2 separate regions of the Hordeum vulgare genome follow, and region 2 is linked to region 1. A link is a contact called in public Hi-C data. All regions are on one chromosome and are shown on one strand. Each heading gives the region's core, a stretch centred on a gene start, on an enhancer-like site or on the middle of the called end of the contact. The rest is flanking DNA. Distances are from core to core; before and after follow the strand shown.

Evidence for each region. A called contact is a pair of places that touch in the nucleus more often than the background predicts.
Region 2: a Hi-C map of leaf shows a contact between it and region 1, with 2.3 times the contacts expected there. The contact joins the enhancer-like site here to the promoter of LOC123411811 in region 1. A contact is called at or near these places in 4 of 6 Hi-C or Micro-C datasets (leaf and seedling).

What each region holds. Positions count from the first base shown.
Region 1 is chr7H:602,415,171-602,421,103 of MorexV3_pseudomolecules_assembly, reverse strand. It overlaps LOC123411811 (ubiquitin-conjugating enzyme E2 22-like), which reads left to right and starts at 3,252. Exons shown (of 7, transcript XM_045104771.1): 1 at 3,252-3,510; 2 at 4,830-4,952; 3 at 5,055-5,199; 4 at 5,523-5,600; 5 at 5,696-5,808. The coding sequence starts at 4,941.
Region 2 is chr7H:602,667,533-602,673,465 of MorexV3_pseudomolecules_assembly, reverse strand. No RefSeq gene overlaps it. Among protein-coding and RNA genes, the nearest start is that of LOC123410221, 43 kb to the right of the region's middle. Within about 2 kb of position 3,700, at least 3 of the 3 cell types and tissues checked have open chromatin away from gene starts, as enhancers often do. A contact at or near this core is called in leaf and seedling, where this site is marked.

The DNA.
Region 1 (5,933 bases), core at 2,003-4,502:
TTGATCCAATTGTTAGTGATTTGGATAATGTGGCACTTTGTGTTGACTTTATAGATAAGGAAATTATGGATGCACTTTTTCACACTGGCCTTCGAAGGCGCGGATACATGATGGGTTCCGCGCCCGGTTTTTCCAGCATAATTGGGTTACAGTGAAAGACTCCATGATCGATGAAGTAAAGGAATTTTTTAGGACATGTATTATGCCCCGAGAGGTTAATGATATCGTAATTGTTATGATCCCAAAATTCCCTAATCCTGTTAGGATAATGGATCCATTAGCTCGTGTAATGTTTTATAAAAGGTGGTTTGAAAAGTGCCTAGTTAGCAGACATAGGCCAATGCTTGATGATATTATATCTCCTTCTCGAAGTCTGTTTACCGTAAAGAAAGAAAATTATCCAACCAAAAGTCTTCGTGCTTACAAACTTGATTCGTGAAAGGCTTATGATGGGGTGAACTAGAACTACCTTAGGCAAATGCTGCAAAAGCTTGGCTTCGCTCCTAGATTGATCAATTGGATAATGTCTTGTGTCACCTCTTTGAGATATTCCATGGAATTTAATGGATCCATCTTTGATTCTTTTGCACTGTCATGTGGTCTTCGGCAAGGTGATCTGTTATCCCATATTTATTTCTATTATATTTGATGATGATCTTATCAATATGGGTACTGGTTCTTGTAATATTACTCCATTACATCTGACAAGGGCCCCCGGTGCCTCACATGTGTTATTTGTGGATGAAACATTATCGTTTTAAGGCAAATTTGTGACAAGCTACTCATGTTAAGAATATCCTTGAAGCTTATGGTCAGGCTACGAGACATCACCTTTATCCAACAAAGTGCTCTTTTTTTGGAAATCTCTTGCCGAGTTGTTTCAATTGAATCTATTAAAAACCACCTCCAAGTGACTTCTGCAAGTTTTGAGGAGAAAAATTTGGGGTTACCTACCCCTGATGAAAGAATGTCAAAGAATTTGTTTTTTTTTTCCAGAATCTTCAAGTCAAACAAACAAAGATACTCTTCTCCTGGGATGGGCATGCAACGTAAGATGGCAAGTAGGTGCTTATTATGGCGGTTTCGCAGGAAATCCCCACTAGTATAATGAGTGTGTGTAAGATTTTGATGGAGGTATGTGATGTTCTAAACTGGATGGAACGTAACTACTTCTAGGGTGCTGAAAAAGGGAAACACAAGAATCATTGGTATGCTTGGAATAAAATGGCTAAGCCAAAGAAACAAGGTCCTCTTAGTTTCAGTTATTTTTGCTTGTTCAACCAAGCTTATTGGCAAGGCAAGCATGATGTTGTTTGGATTTTCCCGATACTTCATGTGCAAGGGTGAGTAGGACAAAATACTTCCCAAATGGAAGGTTGGAGGATACTTTCTTTACGGGTAGTCCGTCTCTAACATGGCAACCTATCAATCATGTTTGACACTTTGAAAAAAGGCCTATTGTAGATGTTAGCAAATGGTCATAAGGTGAGCATCTGAAGGGATAGATGGAATGTTCATGAACCTACGGGTGGCTTCAATGTGTTTTAGACCTGTTAGATATTCACGACAACTAGGGCAATGGCAAGCTACTACAAATATTTTCTTCCCATTGATATTTGTGAAATAAAAAAGATCCGACCTTATCCAAGGATGGACGAAGACTTCTTAGCTTGGGCACCAAAAAAGAATGACACTTTCACTTTTCAAAGTGTGTATCATCTTGCTTTCGAGGAAATTCACTTCTAGCAATCATTCGGAACGTTCTCGTGTTGTTTCACAGTCACCGTGATCCAGCCGAGTGCCTCCAAAAGTTTTTGAACTCTGCATGGAGGTTGGTCACAAACTCATTGGCAACCTGGAGTAACAAAGAGAAACAAAAACTTAAGGTTTCTAATATCTATCTAGTTTGGAGTATGGAACCAAAAGATGCATTCCATGTCTTATGTGTTTGCTTAAACACACGTGTGTTTGGTCGTCAACGGTAAAGAAATGGGAGCTTCCTAAGTTAACACATATCCGACACACAGGAGATGATTGGTTCATGAATCTAATTGGTGTCGAAACAAAGTTCTCCACAGCAAACTGTCGCCCCCTGTCGATGTTTCCTCAAGGTTTCTCGTTAGCTACTTAGATTCTCTGCACTCTATCTACTTGGGTCAAGGTTTGACCGCCTAGAATAAAATTCCTGTGATGCATCATCTTTTCCCCTCGTACCTACTACATGTGATAACACTGCGCCTATTTCGACAATGTCGCTTGTAACTTCCAAGTGCTGGACGAGTGAATCTAAACATGGATGGAACTTATTTGGAGCGAGTTGGTGGAGCTGGGATGGTCTTGAGAGATCATGCTGGAGCTATAATTTTTTGTTCATGACATCACTTGTTCACGTGTAATGATGTGTTTGAGGCTGAAATCCTTGCGCTTTAGGAGGGTATTGTTTTGGCCTTACAATGGAGTAACCTGCCAATCGCTGTTGAGTATGATTTTTTGGAGGCCATATCGATGATTGTCAGCAATGATATAACATATCAAGGTAAGCTTTCCTTATTAGTGAGATTAAGACACGGGTTACACAAGTACTTGTTGTATTGCTCATATTAGGCGTACTCGGAATAGTGCTAAGTCATTACATGGCAAGGTTTGGTAGATTGCAGGGTCAAACTGGTGTTTGGCTTGGTTCTGGTCGAGAGGACGGCTTGAGTATCATTGTGAAACTAATTTTCAGCAACACAATTTTTTTCCTGAAAAAGAATAAACAAGGGATTTTTTTACGAAGCCAGTGAGCTAGGTCTCACAGATTTTGCCCCTAGAATAATATTTTATGGTCCCCTATAAATCCCGAACATTCGGAATTTGTCTTTGACAAGTGAACATTTTTTACGGTAATTTAAGTGGCGCGAGGATGGCAAGTTTAGATGGCAAGCATGACAACTCCGTGCTCGATGTATTTTTTTGCCGGAAAATTACCGCGCGTGTCAACTAAACTTGTCGTCCTCGCGTCACTAAAACTATCTTTGAAAACGTTCAATTTGACATGATCGAATTCCGAACGTTCGGTATTTATCATTTCCTTCTCTTTGAAAAAAAAAATCCCTCGTGCTCGTGGGTTGGTGGCCCTCGTACATGTTCAGCTTCGGCTGCTGCGTCGGCAGAGACGGCCCGGGACACGCACGGGCTCCTGGGCCAGCCCGGGCGGGGCCCACGAGACGTCAACGGTCGGATCTCCCTGCGGATCTCGGTCGGCTGTCGAGTCCCTCTCAAAATCCCAATCACTTTTTAACTTGCTTGCTTCTCCCACCCCCGTCTCCCCCAAATCGGAAGCCTAGGGTTTCCCCCGCCGACGAGGCCCTCACCGCCGCCGGCCGCCTCCTCCTCGCCGCAATCCACCCTCCCTCCAAGCCCTCCCTCACCGCACCCGGCCGACCGACCCCTTCCCGACCCCTCCTGCGGCGGATCCGGCAAGCGGCGAGAGCGGGCGGTCTCCTCCGACGCCTTGTCTGGTGCCCGGTAAGCGACGAGAAGTCGGGCTGTCTTGCAGAATGGATATATTGTACAGTTCCGCGCTGGTGTTTCGCTCCCCGTCCTGCGGGTGGTAAAGGGTGGGTAGGAGACGCCGGTTGCCTGCTCGGACCGGTTGGTCTGGTATCTGATCCGATCCCGTTCATTAGCAGAGGCGTCTCCGTGAATTCTGGGAAGGGCGTTACGTTTTCGCCCTTGTCCTTGCACGCCGAGTAGATGCACAACGCCTCCGTTGCTCGTTAGGAATTAGCAAGGTCCATCAGGGGTCCTCTGATCATTGCAGGAACGCAAGGACAATCGGCAACAGCCCCTGTATGTAGCAATGGTCTTGCGTGCGTTTTGTCTGGTGTCGCCTGCAGGATAGCGCATTGGCGGGAAGGGGCTGCGCCGTGTAAGGATGGTGGGGAAAACACGGCGGGCAGAAGTTGACGGTTCCTTTTTGAATAAATTCACCCGCGTAAACATCTCCGTCCGAAACGGACACAATTATGATAGCAGCATAAAGTTACAGATGTGTCATTCACACGCGCAGCACCGTTGTTTAGCAGCATTAAGTTACCGATGTTTCATTCACACGCGCAGCACCATCGTTTAGCAGCATTAAGTTACTGCCATATCGTTCACACGTGCGCCTAGCATGTGCGAGCACACGCTAACTTGCATATATACGGTGCAAGGAATAATGGATAAAAGGTGATATTCGTAGTTGGAATCATTAAGAATTGACCGTTGCGTTGTTGGCTAACAGCCTCTGTGCTCGCTCCACCCACCCGGGTTCGAGGCATGTACTCCCCGCGGTGCTCAGTTGTTTCTTTTAATAAATAGAAATATAAATATGCCACGGGTGCTAGTGCTTGCTGGTTGAGTTTTTATTGAACTGAATTATTTTTTCTGTGTCATGATAGTCAGAGAGGATAAAGTAGGCTGCATAATGGGCATCTTCATAGACCAACAGTACTGCAATAATTTGGGGCATTAATCACCGCTTGCAGGCATTAGTCATATATATCATGTAGTGGCATTAAGTCGTTACTTATAGCGGTTGTTCGCAATCTGAATGTTTGGTAAGTTTATGGACATCCACACAATAATAATTGTAGTATACTACAGTTCAAGTAAGGTGCTCTTTTTTCTTACCAAGATATGCCGTTACGAAAGCAGAACAACCCCCCACACCACCACCCAAAAAACCACCCCTCTCATGCTATCAGTTTGAATTTCACACTCAATTTTCTATTTTTTTTTTATTTTATATCTGTTCTATAACTATTCATTGTATCTGATTTCCTACATACTTTTTCTTGTAGGTTCAGTTTGGTGATCACAAATTTTGCACAGTCCTGAGGCTTTGTTGTCTTTAAAGGGTACATCCAAAAATAAGTCAGCAGCTAGCGAACACCTTAAAGCTGTCTGCTGTTATGGCTTCCATGGTGAGATTAACTTTTTTCAGTTTTGATTGTTCAAGAGAACATATATTGGAAAGAGTTATATGCTGTCTTCATGATTCTAATGGTCTATTCATGTCACTGAAGGCGACCAACGAGAACCTCCCACCAACTGTCATCAGGCAATTGGCTAAAGAACTGAAGAATCTTGATGATTCACCTCCAGAAGGGATCAAAGTTATTGTTAATGACGATGATTTCGCCACTATTTTTGCCGATATTGAGGGCCCTGGTAAGATTATATCAGGATACATTTCTTTACACCTCCCATATTGTGCGCTTTGCAGTTAGATTCGTTTGGAAAGCCGTTTGAGGGTTAGTCAATAAGTGACTCAAAAGCTGATATAAATTATGTGCTAATGATCTGCTACTTGCATGATGGTGCCGTTTTTTATTCTTATCTGTCCGTCACATTTTTATTCATCACTAGTTAAGTATCTGATGGAACTTGTGGCTTCTGGCTTTGAATTAAAGAACATGAAGTCTTGAAGCAGCGTTTCTTTCCTATTACACTATACTTTCTGATATTGCATTCTTGAACTTGGGCATGTACAGCTGGAACTCCATATGAGAATGGAATATTCCGGATGAAGCTAATATTATCTCGTGACTTCCCTCAGTCTCCTCCAAAAGGTATCTATCTTGTCAGACTTCCATCATCGTCCATACTCTAGGTTGCTTCTTGAAGTAGAGCTTTAGTTGAAAATCTGTTGGCCTTGTTTCTGCAGGATTTTTCACAACTAAAATTTTCCATCCAAACATTGCAACTAGTGGTGAGATCTGTGTTAACACATTGAAGAAGGATTGGAATCCTAGCCTTGGATTAAGGCATGTTCTGCTGGTAAGCTTGAAGTTCAACGCATATCAACCAATGTTGTTGGAGTGGTGCATGATTTGTTTTGCAAGCATTTTCTAGTATTTGATTATGGAAGAAGTTCGAAATGCCTGCACAGGATGCGATGTACT
Region 2 (5,933 bases), core at 2,451-4,950, 250 kb before region 1:
TAATAATGTGAGCACACATAATGGCCAACAGAATCATGTGAGGAAACAGTGAGACGTGGCCGTCGGCGGTCGGCGGGCGGCGGGAGGAAACCCTAGCCGGCCGGTCGGGGGGGGGGGGGGGGGATGAGATGCGGGTGGGGGAGACGGATTTGCTGAGGGGCTCGGGGCAGAGGGTGGCAGATTTCATGTAATAGCAATGGCGCATCCCCAGGGGTGCGCCATTAGTAATCTCTTTTTTATAGCAATGACGCATCCCCAGGGGGTGCGCCATTAGTAGTTTTGCAAAAAAAAAAAATAGTGGCGCACCACCTACAAATGCGCCATTAGTAACCCTGGTTACTAATGGCACACCAGCTGGTGGTGCGCCATTAGTAGTTTTGCAAAAAATTATATATATATATATATATATATATATATATATATATATATATATATATATATATATATATATATATATAGTAGTGATGCATTGGGTGAGTGGTGCGCCATTACTAGTTAAACTAGTAATGGTGCACTCTGTCCCGGTGCGTCATTAGTACTGTTGCAAAAAAAAATCATAGTAGTGGCGCACCGAGTGTGTGGTGCGCCATTAGTGTCCATCACACTAATGATACACCTGCACATGGTGCGCCACTGCTATATAGTAGTGGCGCACTACTTGTCTGGTGCGTTATTAGTGTCTATGTCATCTATAGCCCTTTTCCTAGTAGTGTAGCATGGAGGTGGTATATGACAGTGATGAAATACAGCACGGTGGTGGCGTGACAACCTGTGAGCAGAACTCAAAACTCTAAAGGACTAGAAACTAAGACCAGCAACTCGACACGACGATGTAACCGTAATTTCAACAAAACAAACTACTGAAAATACTGTGCAAAGGCTTAGATTGGTTCGGGTATGATGATCTAACCCTAATTTTTTCGACAAGATTGGCTCAGATCTCCTCCACGTCCAGCTTCCCGGAGCCTCCTCTTGTTGTTTCTTCGCCAAGCCCCTACACGTCTGTTTCTTCTACACGTCCGGCAAGCCGAGGACATTGCATCAGCGTCGTTTCTTCTACATATCCGGCAAGCTGAGCACACCGCATCAGCAAGCCAACTCGAAAGCACCTGTCCCAGCCGGTTATGGATGGACATTGTTTTTCTGAAACTTGTTTTGAGGAGTTGGAGTTGACAGCCGAACATATCATCAAATTCTGAAATGTGCTGCCGGAGTTAAGAGTTGAGGAGCAGAGTTGAGAATTTGGAGTGGAGTGTTGCCGAACATGGCACTAAATTTGCAGTGTCCTCAGTGAAGACTATAATCTGCAAACGACAAAGTATAGTAAGTATAATTATAAAGATGGCAAAATGTGAATTATTCGATCAGTTTGTTACTAAATTTTCTGATATGACAGAATAATCTCATACTCGTATGTTCTACATAAATACTAATGTATACAAACACCTAAAACAGGGATTCTGAAATGTAGACGCCCTAAAAGGCTATGTGCAAATTTCCATTTGTTAAAACTGGGCACTATGCAAACTATAGAAAATTCAGATATATGGCATACTGAGATTGGACACCAATCAGTATGTACCTGCAGAATATACTTAGAGAAGATGAGACCTCACAATAGAGAATCCAATCAATATTGTAGATGAAAGATCACAAAAACATGGTTCCTGCAAGAAATAGTGATATAGGTGAGACAATATATGAGCCATCAGCTACTTAATAAACTAGAGCAGAAGTGTGGAGGTAAAAAGACCGAGGCAATTGTCTAGTTTTCATGCATATTTTTATAGCATTATGGGAGTAAATTGTCAAAAACAATCACAATTGCGTCCCTCGGTGCAAAAAAAACCACCATTTTCATAAAATTTCCCGGAAACACCGATTTTGAGTAATTGTTTGTTGAAAACACTAAAAACAACGCTTAACCACGTTTTGACACGAAAACTGATAGTGGTGCCTCATGCTCCTTCAATCGACGAAGCACAAGCCGACACCCGTGTGTTGTGTTTCAGCACTCTGTGATCCTGGTGCTACAATAAAGCGCGTGGTGGCAGTCGATCCGGCGATGAGATGCAGCTGATTTTTGGTGGTTCTCGTCGACAGATCCTGGTGCTGCGATGCAGCTCCTGATGCTGCAAGCCGGATGGGGGTCGCATGATGCATTCTTTTGGGTGTTCTGATGCAACGCCCATCAGCGGCTGTCGGCATTGCGATGCAGCTACTCGCCGGCGTCTCCCTGTGAGGTGCGACGACAGCCGGTTCTGCTATGGAGCACCGTTGCTCGATGGTGGCATTGTAGTGAAGCATGCAGCGATGGGGCACCGTCGTCCGACGCGTTGGCGCTGTAGTGAAGCATGTGACGGTCATCGTGGTGCTGCAATGGAGCACCGCAATCCGCCGCGCCGGCAATGTAGTGAAGCATGCACTAGTAGAGAAAGGGCATATAGTCCCGGTTCCCAACCCCCTTTGGTCCCGGTTTTCCCAACCGGGACTATGGCTAAGAAAAATTAATACCTCCTACCAATGCAACTCGAGGGATTCGAACTGAAGACCTCATGTGTACCACCCTACGTAGCTTACCACCCCACCTACACAGAACATGTGGCTTGGGATGGGATGCTTTCCTTTTGAACTAGCCTATGAAGGACTTTTAGTCCCGGTTGATGATACAAACCGGGATTAAAGATATATATCTAGTCCCGGTTTGTATTACCAACCGGGACTAATGGCCCACGCAGGGGCCCCAGCCTGACAAAACTCTGCCATCACCCCTTTAGTCTCGGTTCGTAACACAAATTGGGACTAGTGGTTACTAACAAACCGAGACTAAAAGCATTCCTCATGAACCGGGACTAATGGTACCGGGACTAATAATCCAAACGTAAGGTTTGTTTTCTATTAGTGATGGGCGACCGTCGAGGTGTTGTGATAAATCACTGTCGCGCTGGTGTTTGCGCTGCAGTGAAACATCACCGAGCACTGCCGTGACGCGGTGTCGGCGCTGCAGTGTAGCGTCGGCGGCGGGCGATGGTGGAGCATTGTTGCGCTGCCGACACGAAGGTGCAGCTCCTGATGTATTAGTCGTCCGAGAGTGTGTTGATGTTGTATTCAACGCCGTCACAGCAGGTGCCGACAGTGGCGGAGATAGGGATGGACAGGGTGGGACATGGCCCACCCAGAGATCGGGAAATAGCCTATATAGTACTGTAGCAGAAAGGCCAAAAAAGAGGAAAAAATAAATGTATATGTAAATTGCATTATTGACCCACCCTGGCGTAGTGGGCAAGATCCGCCACTGGGTGCCGATGCAGGAAGGGAAGAGGTCAGAGGCGCTGCTGGTTTGTGGCTGTAATTGGTGGTGAGGGCGCTGCTATGCTTAAATGGGGGTGCGTGGTCGTGAGGAAGGACGAGACGATACAGTAAAATTGAACGTTTACTGGTTTGGAATCCAACGGCAGGCTAGGCAGATGATTTCTCCGATAGATTTGTAGCAGCCGCCTTAGTCAAAGGATGAATTATAATCGGATTTGGTAATTCACATCTATATGAAAATCATTGAAGTCTCATGTAACTTCTTTACCACAGGATTTAGACGGCAAGATTCGCGCTCTTGGTCAGTTTTATGTCGTTGGGCCTGTGCGCGTCGGCCGCGTGAGGGGCCCCCGCCGTGAAGCTTGGGCCGTTATTTCTTTTTCAGCCCGCGCATTGTTTGTCTGGGCTTACGGATGCGTTGTATGTGCGTGGGCTGCGCCACAAGTACGGTTCCATATTATTGTGTCAATTCTGGTTCACGTCTTACTTTTTTTTTTTGCTTGTCTAAAAAAAAATAAGAAACGTTTTTTTTTTTGTTTGCTTTTTCCGTGGTGGAAGGGAAGCCTGTTGGAAACAGACTAACAGAGCAGAAGGAGACATACGCGTTACTACTTCCGTGAAGTTTTCATCATTTTCAGTTCATATTCGTTTGCCCCAACAAATTAGTATACCGCTTGCTTTATTTTTTATTTATTTTTGTTTGTGTGTTTATGTGTTCTTCATTTTGGAGTCTTCAAAATATTTTAGTTTTTGTGTTCTGTTTTCAATAGGGGGAGTGAGCTTGTTACAGCTTTTTTCTTGTTTTCAAATCTTTTTGAGTTTGTGTGTTTTCTTTTCAGATCGAGGATTGTGCTCGTTTCACTTTCTTTTTTCTGGATGTGCTAAACCCCATCTATTTAACCGTGTCTCATCTAAGTTCATCACCATTCAATCTTTCTGCCGCTTGCTTTTCAATGCTATCTATTGATTCACGTCATTGTTCCGCCCCGCATCATTTGTTTTGTCGCTTCAGGTTATTGTATGCCTCGTGTGGTTTATTTTGTTGTTTTTGGGCTGTTGCGACAACCGGTTGTCCCTGCCCCACGGCAACATGTTATGTTTCTTGTTTACTTTTAAATTGCAGAATTATTATTTCACATCTAGATGTAAAATAGTTACCGCATGTCTAAGTTGTTGGCCGTTTTCATCCGTTGGTGTTGTAAATCTCGTGCACCTGTCATTCACATCATTTTCTATTGCGCTTGTCATGGTCATTGTTTTGACCCGTTCTGTTTTCTTTTCTCTATCAGTCGTTGTGACGGCAGGCTTGGTTTCTTTTGTATTTTTTGTTCGTTTGCATATTGGCTTGCGAGATTTGAAAGTCTACCGGTCAACCCATGTAAACCACGAGGGTTGATCAATTTCTCTCTAACGCTCAGTTGTTACTCTGTTCCATTTTTCCTTCTCTTTCGTTCATTACCAACTATTTTGTTCTATTTAGATTTCTTTCTTTTCACTATTATCTCTATCCATTTTTTTCCTTTTTCGTTTTTACTTTTGTGCAAGATTATAGTTTATTTATTTATTTTTCAATTTTTCTTCTTTTTTTCTATTTTAAGAAGGTGTGAATATTTTTATGAAAACACCTTCTAAATTCATATTATTTTTTCACAAGAAATGATGTCTCATCTAAGTTTGCCACCATTCGATTTAATGTCTGTAATTTTCAAGGGCTCAATCCCCTGCGTTCCTAGTCGCTATTTGTTTGTCGTCCTGTTTTTATTTGTCAGTTTGGCTTCACTATGTCGGTGTTGTTTGTTGGACAAGCCGTCATGATGCCCAGTTTATTGGGTCATTGGTGCCAGGTGCGCTTTTTTTTTTGGCCTTTTTTTGTTCGACATGTTATGATTTTTACTAACCGTTCTCATGACCCTTTTTTGTTGTGTGTTACTAGTCTGCGTTGTTGGATTGCACGTGATAGGTTCTTGCCGGTCGCCCCTTCTTTATCACATCCAATCTATTGTTGCCTTCTCATTTTTGTCGCTTTTTTTTTGGTTTTTCAATATAGCCGACCCGAGCAAGATGAGCGAATTGACCGGGCAATTTACTCGTTCTCATTCATCCGCAGAAGGGTTAGACTTTTTTTCTCGCTTTCGTTGCAAGCTCATGCTTTGATTTGTAAGTGGGTCCGATCTGTTATTTTTTGTTTCAGTTACAAGTCCATCGTTGACTCACAATTTTGGACCCGAATTGTTTCCCTCAGTTTTAAACGCGTCAATGTGAATTTTGTTGGTTATGTTTTTTGCTTAGCAGGTCTGCTTGTGTTATGTATTCGTCAGGAAATCAACTTTTTGTTATAAGTGACATCTAGAGGGGGAAGGGGGAGGATGTAATCAAGGGCAGTAGTACGTTTGGTGATTTGTATTCTAGTTGTCCAATTTTTAATTGTGTCAAGTTGCCATTTTTATTACATACAACATGCCAAAAAAAATACACACTATTTGTTATTTTCGTTGTGTCGACTTGCTGGTTCAGAAAATGATACACTCTTTTGTCATTTTGATTGTGTCGAGTTGCCACTTTTTGTCATTTCAAATGTGCCGAGTTATCATTTTTGTTACATATAGCTTGCCAATTTTATT